2 separate regions of the Mus musculus genome follow, and region 1 is linked to region 2. Evidence: chromatin contacts called from public Hi-C data. All regions are on one chromosome and are shown on one strand. The core of a region is the stretch at or near the end of the contact, and the rest is flanking DNA. Distances in the headings are between cores, read along the strand shown.

Region 1 (7,001 bases), core at 1,941-4,440, 440 kb before region 2:
GAAAGAAAGAAAGAAAGAAAGGGAGGAAGGAAGGAAGAAAGGAAGAGAAGAAGAGAAGGAAGGATGAATGGATAGAAGGAAGGAAGGAAGGAAGGAAGGAAGGGAGGGAGGGAGGGAGGGAGGGAGGGAGGGAGGGAGGGAGGGAGGGTGATTCTTTGAGATTCTGCTTGCCAAGGAATTGTATTAGAAGTCTGTGGTTCTAGGTTAAGAACAAAGGCTCAGGCCTCAGTGGCATCTTGTTCAAACAGGGCAAGAAAGTAAAGCTGTAACTGACTCTGCCTCGGGAGCAGAGCCCGAAGCCTTCAGGCTCACAGAGGCTTGTGCAGTGTTTGGTGGATTCGGAAGGACTGAGCATCTCTTGGATGGCTCTCTGCAGGGACACAGGAGGCGTGGCCACTGTCATAGGCATTGACATGATCTCTGTGCTGCCTACATTGGGAGCTCCCTACAGGATTTTTTTGGAAAAGTTTTTTTTTTTTCTTTTTTCTTTGAAATGATTGTCTGGGCTTGTTGTGGCTTGTCTGAAGGTCATCGGACAAGTGTCTCCAAGATGCTTTCCCCCTCAATCTAGACATCTGGTAGATGGTTTGATGAGACCTGAGCTATGACTCTGCTCTGTGTCTTGAGGACAAACGACAGACCAAGAATTTGTAGAGCTACACAGTCTTTGTTAGAATGTGTTTATCAAGTGACAACACCACTCTTAATCAATTCTTAATGATGTCCAATCAGAAATTTAGTCATGATTGTCTTGTATGTTTGTTTTCCTATGATCAGAGATAGAGTCCTCTAGTGTGCTTGAATTTCTGATTTCAAGGCAATTGAATGAATTGTTAATTAAGTCTATTTAGGGAGATCTCATTGGAAAGTGAAGGGCTATTCAACAGATGGGGTATGTTCATGGGGAAAAAAAGAATGCTGTGTTCCATTGCAGACATGGCCTAGGGTGAACACTGACCCTGGGGATTCCAGAGAAACACAGGTCACAGTCAATGGGACATGTGTTCTTACCTCTCCAGGTCTTATTACCCCTTTGAGTATAACTCATAAGAAAAGAAGCCCCACACCAGATGGAAATACAAGAGAACTAGACAAATATCTCAGCTCGCTAGAATCCATCTTAGGGATCCTCTAAGAAAAGTCAGGTAGGGGGAAGTGGGAAACTGTAATAGGTTTGGAGGGGATTCATTCCAAACTGTGATATAGTTATCACTGAGGGATGAGGGCACAGAGACATGGAGCGCCAACTTTACAGTTAGAGGTATGAATGTCAGAAAAATGACTCCGAGAACTACAGGAAGGATCCACAGCTGAGGCTAGAAGGCTCAGTGTGCATGTCTACACCATGACCTCTCAAGGTGTGTGATCCTCAGAGGCCTGCTACTCGAGGGACTAAAGATGACAAAGCTATCAGGGGAGCTTTTAGGGTCCCAGCACAGAGACAGATGTTGTCCTGGCCATCTTGACTCAAGCTTTCCTCAGGCCTTCCAAGTCCACGGTCCTTAAACTGAAGTGCAGCCTTCAGAATAAGGAGCAGAAATAGCCACAAGGAGGGTGGAGCCAGCTTGCTCTGAGGGGCTTTTTGTCTGGTGATTCTGTGACTAAAGATAATATTTGTTTATCTTGTAGTTTAACTTGTGTCTTGTAATCCAGCAAGCTAGAGAGAAAAATGTGGAACTACAAGTGAGTTAGTGAGCGATCCGATCCGTCGTACAGGGTATAATTTGCAGGCCTGGGACAGGCTGCAAGAACACAATCAGCAGTTAGGAGAGAATGTGGTTTTTCTGCACTCTCTCCAAGCCGACAGAAGGATAACTTGAAAGTGCTGATTGCAAAGAGCATTTGCTACAGACTCAGCTGCTTCACTCACAGAAACAACTGTATTGGAAACACGGGTTTTTTTTTTTTTTTTTTTTTCCTCAACACTCTAAATTCCTACATAGTTAGATAATACCATAAAACTAAAATCCTTCCAGAGTGCTCCAAAGCCACAGTAAATGGAAGACTTTAAACTTGTCAACCAGACATCAGAACGTGATTAAGGCAGCTCTAATACCATGTCAGCTGTTATACCAGAGTCAGCTGTTATACCAGAGGGATGGGGACGCGTGGAGCATCAAGAAGATGGCTCAGTGGGTAAAGCCTTGCACACTAAAGTCCGTTGACCTCAGTTAGATTCCCCAGAACCCACATAAAAAATCCAGAGGTGGTGGTGCACATCTGTAGTCCTCAAACACCCACAAGGAGGCACGAAGTGAAGACAGAGGAATCACCTAGAAGCTCACAGGTCAGCGAGCTGAGTAAACAGAACCTTAGAAACAAGAGAGACCCTGCTTCAAACAATAGAGGAGGGAACCAAGTCCTCTGGCCTACAGCAGGGCACAGATGCATCAGAGTTACTAAGGTGACATAAAAGTACCAGCGAACACACTAATGATCATAAGTAAAATTAGTTATTCTCTACGACTGGAATGAAAGAGCCACTGTGTTTGCCTGTCATTTCCGCTGTTCAGGAGGCTGAGGCAGCAAGATCACGTGAGCTCAAGGGGTTAAGGCAAGCAGTGGGCATCTCAGCCAGCTCTTGCTCCCTACAGAGAAAAGACAGACAGCCAATGAGATGACTAAGGGGGAAAGGACATTTGCCACCAGCAAGCTTGATGATCTGAGTTCAATCATTGGGGATCCACGCAGTGGAGAGAGCAGACTGCAGCAAGCAATCTGCCTGACCTCCACACCCATGTCTTGGCAGGCGCGAACTTCCCCACCCCCTGTCGTACGCCCCACTCCACCTCACCCCACCCCCGCGCTCGCACAAACATACGCAGGCAATTTCAAAAGAAATACGTAGATAGAAAGAAGAGGAGAGAGAAGGGGGGAAATGGGGGAGGGGGAACTAAAGAGTTCAGGCCCCAGGATTTAGCTCAACCGGTAGAGTACTTGTGTAGCACGCATAAAACCCTGGGTTCAGTCCCCAGCTCTGCATAAAGCAGATGTTGTGATCCCTGCGTGTAATCTCCACTACTAGTGAGACCAGCCTGGGCTACATGAGATCATGCGTCAAAATAACAAGGAAAGAAAGATGGGAGCAAACAAAGCGCAGAGAAATTGCAGGAAGGAGTCAACTCGGCCGGCCGAGTCTGAGTCTGTCCGAGTCCGGCAGAGAGTTCCTCCTCCCTGCCGCTGGCTCCTCCTCGAGCTCTGGCCACAGGCTAGGCTCAATAGTATTGAAGTGGCGCCAACAGCCAGTTAGCAAAGCAGCGGGGCAGCAAATTGATTATACAGTTAGCTGTGGAAAAACCGAATTTCTTTATTAAGGGAAAATGAAATCCGGTTAATTGATGCTGCCACGACCCTACCCCCACCCCACCCCCCACGTGCCAGTTACCCCACTGCCTCTTTTGGCTCTTTCACTTCGCTGTGAGGCTGAAACGCGGCCAAAAAAAAAAAAAAAAAAAAAACCGACAGAAGCTTTACTCATTTAAAAATAAGGCAGGTTTTGAGCCGTCCCCGCCCCGCCCCGCCCCGCCCCCCCCCCCCCCCACTTTGCATGATGATTTTTCCAGCTACAATTACTGTAACTCACTCATTATAGAGGATAGCATGGCAGGCAAACAGGCAAGGGGGGGAAAAGTGTGGTAAGACAGTTGGCAGGATGTGAATTGGGAGCCTTTGCCATCTAATTTTAAGCAGTATTTATAGAGAGCACCCATAATACAGCATTCAATGTCTCACAGAAAATCTCTTAAGTAGTAGAAACATTTACTGAAGTCATTAGTGCAGCTCATGGACACCAATGAGGGAAAAAATTAATAAGGCTGCTAACTCCAAATTGAAAGGACAGGATCTAGGTGGGTACATCTTCATGGTGTGATCTCCAATTATAAAAACCACACGCCGGGGTTACCTCCAGACTCTAAGATGACACTGATGATTCACACAGTCCCAGAAAGCTTGCCAAAGATGAGCATTGTATGTACAGTTTTCCTTTCTAAGTCCTAAAACAGCTCCAGCTTGCGAGCACTTGCCAGACTCCTCCTTTGGGATCACTGGGAATTCCCAAATAGTTATAAGACATAATATAGAAAGAGTATGTATGCCCTTTGTCCAGGCTCCTTGAAAGCAACATCCTGTAGTTATAGCACAAATCTTATCACCAGGAAATGTGCATTGGTAAAAAAATCTAGCAGGCTTCTATGCATCCATTAAGTCTTACATGCTTGTATGTGTGCAAGCTCATAACGTGTATGTGTTCATGTCAGCATCATCAGTCAAGATACATCCCAAGTCCACGTGAAGACCAATCTTGCTACTTACTCTCTCAAAGCCTGGCCACCATCTTAGACCACTAATACGTTTCCATCTCTGAATGCGGTCATTTCAAGGATGTTGTAGTGAGTGGGACCATACATCTCAAGACTGACTTTTCATTTGCTACCAATTCATTGAGATTCATCAAAGTTGTTGTATATATATATATGTGTGTGTGTGTGTGTGTGTGTGTGTGTGTAATTTACTCCTTTTCATTGTTGAATAATATTCGATGCATGGATGGATTATTTGTTTAATCACTCATCTTTTGAAGGAATTGTGAGTTGTCTTCCAAATTTCGGTCGTCAGAAGTAAAATTATTGTAAAGATTTGTATATAGGTTTTATGTAAGCATCAATTTTCATTTTCCTGAGACAAATGCCCAGAATAATTTTCATATGTTGTGTGTGTATACACTGTGGTGGTTTGAGTGTGTTGTGTGTGTGTGCACTGTGGTGGTTTGAGTGTGTTGTGTGTGTGTGCACTGTGGTGGTTTGAGTGTGTTGTGTGTGTGTACACTGTGGTGGTTTGAGTGTGTTGTGTGTGTATACACTGTGGTAGTTTGAGTGTGTTGTGTGTGTGTACACTGTGGTGGTTTGAGTGAGAAATGTCCTTCACAGGATTCAGATATTTGAATAACATTTGGTCCTAAGTTGGTGGTACTGTTTAGGAAGCTAAGAAATATTCAGGAAGTGAAGCCTTTCTGGAGGAAGTATGTCACTGGAGGATGGCCTTGGAGAGTTTATAGCCTAGCTTTGCTTCTGGTTGGCACCCTAGACTTCCTGTGTGTCTCTCAACTTCCTGCTTTAGCAACCAGCTCATCCCTCTCCCTGAAATTATGGACTCCTTTTCTGGAACAGTAAGCCAACATGAACTCTTCTCTCTGTAAGTTGCCTTGGTCATGGTGAGCTAACACAGCAACAGAGAAGTGCCTGATGCAGCAATGTAATTAGTGTGATCATTGTCTTAGACAGGAGATAAAATATTGGGATCTGTAAGACGGTGTGGTGTTTAAGAGCTTGCTCTGGGGCTGGAGAGATGGCTCAGTGGTTAAGAACACTGACTGCTCTTCCAGAGGTCCTGAGTTCAAATCCCAGCAACCACATGGTGGCTCACAACCATCTGTAATGGGATCTGATGCCCTCTTCTGGTGTGTCTGAAGACAGCAACAGTGTACTCATATACATTAAATAAATAAATAAATAAATAAATAAATAAATAAATAAATAAATAAATAGTTTGCTCTGCTCTTGCAGAGAACCTCAGCAGGCTCAGCATCTTGTTCTGGTCTCCAGGCATGTGTGGCACACAGTGTGCAGCGCACACACGCAGTGTACAGTAGACACAGTGCCAGAGAAAGCAAAGCAAAGACTGTATCATAATATAGTAAATCAGGGCGATTGTCCAACACTTGGGAGTCAGCAGCAAATACATTGGGTACCTAAATATTATGAAAACCATACTAAAAATGGCCCACAGTAAAAAGGGGATAGAATTAGCTACTTGGCAGCATGGAGTCTCTGACTATAAGCAAGATGTTCTGCGTAGCAGTTTCGCCTCCTCTCAGTTGAAGGCAGCTCAGAGTGGAATGTAACCGTCCCTGAACCTGCTTAGAGAAGCCCACTCAATGAATAATGTGAAGCATGGTTTAGGTTTCTCTCATGTGCCAGGCATAACTATCAGATGTCCGCACTGGCCCTGTCCTCAGGGACTCCTTCCTAGTGAGTCTGCTGCTAAAGGAGTCACACTTTGGTAGCCACTGCACGAGTCACAGCCCTAAGTAGCAACAGTATGTTGCACAAGTGAGACAGATGCCCAGGGACCTGAGCTGGGCCTGAAGCGACAGGATCGAAACAAAGACTACAAGAGGAAGATAAATCTTTGACAGTCGGCAGAGGCAGAGGCAAAACCATCAGATGGAGCAGGAGAGGTGGTTCGGCAGTTAGGAGTACTTGGTGTTCTTCCAGAGGACCCCAGTTTGGTTCCTAGTATCCATAATTGTCTGTAACTCTGGCTTGAAGGGGTCTGACACCTTTATCTGGCTTGAAAGGACACCCAGACACGTGTCACACATGCAAGCACATACACATAAACAAAAACATTTTTTTTTCAAAACCAGTAGTTCCACATCTTTGATTCCCGCACTCAGGAGGCAGAACTAGACAGATTTTTGAGGCTAGCCTAGTCTACAAAGCAAATTTCAAGACAGACAGGACTAAACATAGAAACCCTGTCTTGGAAAACCGAAGGAAAATAAAAGCCAGTGTGGCGACTATTGTCTATAACCTCAGCAGTAAGACTACGGAAGGAGGCTTGCTATAAATCCAAGGCTAGTCAGGGCCGCTTGGTAGATCAGCCAGAACAATGTGAGACTATGGGGGTTGGGGGGCGAGATGGGGCAAACAAACAGTCTTCATTTTAAATTTCCGAAGAACATCTGTGAATGGCAGTACATGCTTATCATTGCAGCACTTAGGATGTTAGGAGACTGCCAAGATTCAGGCCAACTTGGGCTATGTAGCAAGACTAGTCCCCTTTGCTTTCCCCCCACCTCTCTCTCATATACACCCCTAATAAATAAAACTTGGTGTGGTGGTACATGTCTCTAATTCCAGCAGTTGGGAGGTGGAGGCAGAAGGGTCAAAAGTGGAGGGCCATGCTCTGCTATATACTGATTTTGAAGCTAGCCTCAG
Region 2 (6,482 bases), core at 1,827-4,326:
TGGGGAGAAGATAACGGCATCAAGAGACCCTACACTGGCTCAGAGGTTAAAAGGGTTGACTGCTCTTCCAGAGGTCCTGAGTTCAATACACAGCAACTACACACTGGCTCACAACCATCTGTAATGATTTCTGATGCCCTCTTCTGGTGTGTCTGAAGACAGCTAAAGTGTACTCATATACATAAAATAAATAAATCAGAGAGAGAGAGAGAGAGAGAGAGAGAGAGAGAGAGAGAGAGAGAGCATGCACTCTGTGTTCCTGTTTCTTGCTCCCAGCCCTATGCTCTCAAAATATCTGTATAAAAATACCATGGTCGTATAGCTAGGCTTTTCTCTGACTGATCCTAACGTACTATAACCCATTTACTTTCACCTACATTCTTTCATGAATCCTTTCTGCCTCCTGAATGTCCTTTCTATTCTACCCTTTCCTATAGGCCATAGGTATTTTAACTGACAAGATGATGCATCCATACAATACCAAGATGTTGTCTCTACAGAGGAAGACTGCTGTTTGATAATGGACTAGCAATAGACAGCCCTTAAGATTGTTGGGGTTTTTTTTTGTTTTTGTTTTGTTTTTTTCAAGATAGGATTTCTCTGAGTAGCCCCTGGCTGTCCCGGAACTCACTCTGTAGACCAGGCTGGTCTGGAACTCAGAAATCTGCCTGCCTCTGCCTCCCAAGTGTTAGGATTAAAGGCGTGTGACACTACTGCCCGTCTCGTGTTTTGATTAGACTCTGTTCACCACTCAAGTGTGAGATCTGACCCCTCCCACAGCATCCCCCGCCACCCCATCGGCCTAACTAGGCTAGCCACTTCTACTTTCTCAACCTGTTTTCTGTCTCCCTGCCTCGTCACATATCAATATGTCTGTCTCTGTACTCACAACAGTCCACCACTATTGACAAAGCTATTTCTGGTAAGAAAGGCAGAATGCCATGGCCCCTTGGGACTGACAGTACACAAGTCACGAACCCCCTGTGTCCTGTTCCCTGCCGCTCTTGAGAAAACTGATTTACTTGTAGTGCCATGCCTCTGTGCCTTTGCAAGTGCCCTTCCTGATCCGGACAGGAAAGTGAATGGGTGTCTAGTTCTGCAGTCGCACACTGTATAGAATGAACTGTATAAAATCCTTTTACGTGGATATTTTGGCGGGGGATGGGAGAGGGCAAGACAAGTTTCCCTAACATTAGGGATCTTGTTCCACTTTGGTCCCCAGAATCTGCTATGGTAGAAAAGACATGGTGTGTGGTGAACATGGTAGAAGCCAATAGAAGTATTTCACATGAGATGGTCTTTCTGTCCACCTTGGTGACTTAAAGACACCCGCACCCTTGGGGCTTCAGTGCGGTTCGTCTTCCCACTGTACAGATGAAGGGCAGCGGGGTGGCTGGTTGCCTGAGGGCTGGGCTGGGTGGCTGCCCGCGCGCCTGCGCCCTCTGCTGCTCCGGTCCTGGCGCGTCTCTGTGCGTGTGTGTCTGCCTGGGGAGAAGAGGCTTGGGTGACAGGCCAGAGGTTGGGGGAAGAGTTAGCCAGCTCGACTCGCAGTCTCACTCCCTGATTTCTCGGCGGCGGGACCGAGACGGTCTCCGCAGGCGGCTGGCCCATCTTCCCCCACCGCTGCCGTCCTACAGCGGCTGATCCTCTCCCAGCCCGGCAGATTGGTCGTCACCCTCGCTAGTGAGTTGCGAAAGCTTGTGCGCCTAGCAGAGCGGCGAGCTGTGCCTGGCGGTTCTGTCCTCCCACCGGCTGTGTGTGTGTGTGTGTGTGTGTGTGTGTGTGTGTGTGTGTGCGTGCGCGCGCGCGGAGGGGATGTCCCTAGGATTCCGCGTTGGTTCCGAGAGCTCGGGGCGGGGATCCGCGTGTCCATCCCATGCGAGTCTGCGTCGCGATGCGGCTGCTCCCTCAGCCAGGGGCTCCGACGCCGGGATTCCCCAGCTCGGCGTGCAGCCACGGGTGGAGTTCCCCGGGAAGGCGCAGGGGTGAGCGGGCGGAGCCCAAGTGCCGGCTTGCAAGCCACTGGCAGTCCGGTCCTGAACAATACTGGGAGATGTTGTAGCCGCCTCTCTCATCTTTTTTCTTTTCGCAGCAGCATCACAAAAGCTCAGAACGAAACCCAACGCAGCAGAACCCCAATGCCTCCCATCTGGTGCACTTCGCCGCCGGGGCAGGAGGAGTATAGGGTTCCCCAAGATTAGGGATGGGGTTTACAGCGGAGGCGCACCTGTATTAGCGCTCGCTGAATTCAAACCAAGCGCTGGCTCGCACAAAGTGAACTCGTGTGTGTGTGTGTGTGTGTGTGTGTGTGTGTGTGTGTGTGTGTGTTATACTTCAGGCCTTCGCACACCTCACGCTCTCAGGGTGTGCTTGGCAAATAGCACACCTCCGGGCCGGCGTGCCTGTGTTGAGCCGTTTCGGTGGGCTCCCCGCGCACGCTGTGCCAGCTTGCCAGCGTCTCTTTGTTTGGTGTGGCTTCACTCAACCATTTGCAAAGCAAATTGATTTTCGGTTTCGCTCAACCTTGCGCTCTGGGACTTAACGTGGGCCACAGCCTCGAATGCCCTCGTTACTTGTAATTGAATATAGTTCTTTCCGGCAAGGGGCTATTTTTAGTGTAGAGAATAACCACGCAAGCATGTTGATCCCCTCCCCCCACGCGCTGTCTTTGACTTTAAGTAGGTGTTTGATGGAGCGGACGCATTCACATCTCGTCGCGCACACGTGCCAGTGTACAAGTGTGCACACATATTTCTACACGTAGTTTTCTTTCTACCGCTTAAAAATGTATTTTAAAATTTGAGACCAGGAATGTATTGTGTGCTTGTAAAAGGAAAAAAAAAACTTTCCTTTGTTCTTCTGGGAATCTTCTATTTTGAGTCATGGAGTAGGAGTACCAGAAGGTTGCTATTAGTTCACTCGAATAAAAGACACTGCCTTCTGAGTCAGAGCTGCCAGGCTGATAATTATTAACATATAAAAGCAAACGCACTGTTTAAGGCAAAAGGGGCGGGGCGGGGGCAGGCCCGCCGCAGACAATGAGCGAGAGTCTTGGCGGACCGCCTGCTGCTCATTGTTCCGGGACTTGAGGCTGCAGTCTCTGCAGGTCCCTCCTGCACGGTTCAGCTCCTGGCTAGCACCTCGGTCCCTCTGGGGTCCACGAGGTTACTTAGCACTAGTCACCGGACCCCGGGTTGCCAGCCCCAAGTGCATCCGTCCCTCTGACCATCAATTCTCTGCTTTACAGGTCGGCAGCTTCACGACCCTGTGTGTCACAAGCCTTGCGGTGGGCACCGAACACCCCTGGAGCCACAAAGTGGGATGTTGTTCGGACAGTTGCGCTAAGAGACCCCACACTGGGCCCAGGTCGCTCTAGCTTCTGGCCACCGTCTGAGAGGCGGCGGCGGAGGGGATGAGCACCGGACGCGCAAAGCGCCTACCGCGAGCTATCCCTGAGAGTGGACACCAAGCAGGACTCCTCGAAGGACCGCGTGGACCTTTACCTCCCCCGGTACAAGGTGGCTTCTTGTTGTGCCTCGGGTCAGGATGCTCTGGGCACCTCCCTGCTGCTGAGATGTTTTGCTTCCAGGCTCTGCCATCCCCAGCCCGGGTCTCAGGAGGAGACGACTGAGTGGGCCGGGCATCAGCCCCTCGTTCAGGTGGATGAAAAGTGCCGGAGGCCTTATATGGAATCAGCGATCACATTTTAAGAGCCATGGACGAAGGGGATGCGCAGTCTCGGGCCCAACAGCAGCTAGAGGCACCGTCTTCGGTTGGAGCTGTCCAAGAGAAGTGCGAGTCAGAGTCCTTCAGGTCTAAGAGTTTACCGGTCCTGCACAGCGCCTCCTGCCGGCAGAATTTCAGTGCTGGGAATGCAGATGGCAAACTGGCCTTGGGTTGCAATGAAGCTCCAGGTCGCCAGGAGACGCATCTAGGACGGAACTTGATAGTCCCCAGCCCTTCTGCTCCATCCACTTCGGCAGGCACTACAACGGAACTCATGGACTGTAACCACAGGATGGACCCCAGCAAAACTGTGTCAGTATCTTCCACTTTGGCCACACTCCAGGAGAGAAGGTGTCTCTACGTGGTCCTTACGGATTCTCGCTGCTTCTTAGTGTGCATGTGTTTTCTGACTTTCATCCAGGCGTTAATGGTCTCTGGGTACCTGAGCAGTGTCATCACCACCATCGAAAGGCGCTATAGCTTGAAGAGTTCTGAGTCAGGGCTGCTGGTCAGCTGCTTTGATATAGGAAACCTGGTGGTGGTGGTGTTCGTCAGCTACTTTGGTGGCCGTGGGCGAAGGCCCCTATGGCTGGCAGTGGGTGGACTTCTTATTGCCATCGGGGCTGCGCTCTTCGCTTTACCTCACTTTATCTCACCCCCCTATCAAATCCAAGAGTTGAACGCTTCGGCCTCCAACGATGGCCTTTGTCAGAATGGCAACTCCACAGCCATCTTGGAGCCTCCTCCCTGTCCCAAGGACTCGGGAGGAAATAGTCACTGGATCTACGTGGCTTTATTCGTTTGTGCACAGGTTCTCATTGGAATGGGCTCTACACCGATTTACACCCTGGGACCAACCTATTTAGATGACAACGTCAAGAAAGACAATGCATCCTTGTACCTAGGTAAGACTTGGAATTCTCAGGCATGTAGTTGGCTCACAGTGACATTCTTTTTCTTCCCCAGTCACAAAGGAACACAACCTTTTGTGTTTTCAAGTATATTAAGCATTATGGTTCATTCCTTTTGAGTCCTGCTTTTGGTGTAGTATGTTTTCAGTTTGGGATAAAGAGCTCTTTGAAATAATTTCACAGTTGTCTTTTCTCACCAATACAAAGGCTGAAAAATAGGACAGCACAGGGCCCGTTCCTCTTGTTGTTCACTTTTGGGGAACCTCTATTTGTCAAGTTTATCTTCTAAGCTTTCTTTCCAAGAAATGACCAGAAAGGAGGAGAGCTCACCAGCAGTTTTGAGTCATTGCTTTGCATTGTTACATCTGTTTCTCATCCCTAAAAGCAGATGATGGGGTAGCCAGACCACATATGCTATGTCACTTCACTTCCAAACTCTATTCTGAACATGTCTGATCACCCAGCACCAACAAAGCCTGAAAAACAGTAGATGAATAAGTTATGTCTGCCCACGAGGAAGCAACAGCATGGGCCATGGATTTATCCAAGGCTGTTTTCATTGGGCTTAGAAGACCTCAGTTACTGGAGTTTGTGAGAGTTCATTACTGTCTTCTGAAGAACACAGGCTCTTGGGTTTCATTCCTTGCCTTTCATTTAAGAGCACAGCAGACAGAGGTGTTTGGGATAAGTTCCGGGTATCCATGGGAGGTCAGCCAGGTATGCACAGGGCTAACCGAGTTTCTAGATGTAACTTTGGTGGTTGTCAGCATCTCTCTGTAGTTAGTAATTGCTCCTTCTAAAGTGCACTAAAAGATGGTTTTGAACCCCTGGAAAGGATCAGTGTTGTTAGACCAGTTAATTGCTCTCTGTTCTGTTTTGCTGGAGTCCACCTAACACTTAAAACACCTAAAGGCACTCTGTGTGTGTGTGTGTGTGTGTGTGTATACATCTGTGTGTACACCACAGGACAACCTTGGATGTTGTCTTCTCTCTCTCTCTCTCTCTCTCTCTCTCTCTCTCTCTCTCTCTCTCTGTCTCTCTCTTTCTCTCTCTTTCGTTCCTGGCTTAGAATTCACCAAGGAGCTCACCTATGTGGCTGTTTAGTAACTTCTTAGCTATGTGTTGGTAGATTCCTTGATGTCTGAATGAGATTTTCCAAGAGAGTGAAGAAGATGGTCAGCTTAGAAGGGCTGTACTTTGTCTTTAGTTTACCCACTGCCCTTGGAGTTACTAACTTAACTTTGTTAGTAAATATACGCACAAATGGTAAAATAAGTATCAATATACCCACTCACTAGACTTAATAATTCCTTATTTTATCAACTGTGTATGGTGGCCAATACCTGTAATTCCAGCACTAGGAAGGGTGAGGTAAGAGCATTGCTATGGTTTTTAAGGTCACCCTGGGCTACATGGCGAGTACTAGGCCAACCAGGGCTACATGGTAGATACTGTCTCAAACAACAACAAAAACTCCACTTTGTCATGCTTAAAAGAATCTCCGTATGTGTGTGTATATTTGATGTGGGGAGCTTACTAGCATCTCCCCAATATGTGTGTATATATTTGACATGGAGAGCTAAGCTAAGTGTGTAGGTACCACTAAGCTTCATTGTGCCTCTTCTAGAAATAAGGGTATTCTGGGATTGGAATGTAGCTGAGCTGTAGAGTACTTGCCTCATGAAAGATGCTCTGGAATTGCTCTCTAGAACTACCAGTAAGTAGGTAAACAAACAGGGAAACAAATAAATGCATTCTTTTCCATACTGACAGATGTATCCACATGGTAAGAAAGTTAAGAACTAGTTCCTAATATTGTCAAACACCTTTCCAAATTCAAATTTC

The links. Hi-C and Micro-C count contacts between places; a contact is called where the count stands out from the background.
Region 1: a Hi-C map of uterus shows a contact between it and region 2, with 3 times the contacts expected there. The contact joins the enhancer-like site here to the promoter of Slco5a1 in region 2. A contact is called at or near these places in 2 of 484 Hi-C or Micro-C datasets (embryonic stem cells and uterus) and 4 of 115 datasets of contacts at active chromatin or transcription factors (bone marrow-derived macrophages, embryonic forebrain, embryonic stem cells and 1 more).

The regions. Positions count from the first base shown.
Region 1 is chr1:13,422,775-13,429,775 of GRCm38.p6, reverse strand. No RefSeq gene overlaps it. Among named protein-coding and RNA genes, the nearest start is that of Gm39595, 3.9 kb to the right of the region's middle. Within about 2 kb of position 3,190, at least 280 of the 459 cell types and tissues checked have an H3K27ac peak or open chromatin away from gene starts, as enhancers often do. A contact at or near this core is called in bone marrow-derived macrophages, embryonic forebrain and uterus, where this site is marked.
Region 2 is chr1:12,987,729-12,994,210 of GRCm38.p6, reverse strand. Slco5a1 (solute carrier organic anion transporter family, member 5A1) reads left to right here and starts at 3,076. Exons shown (of 9, transcript NM_172841.2): 1 at 3,076-4,631. The coding sequence starts at 3,716.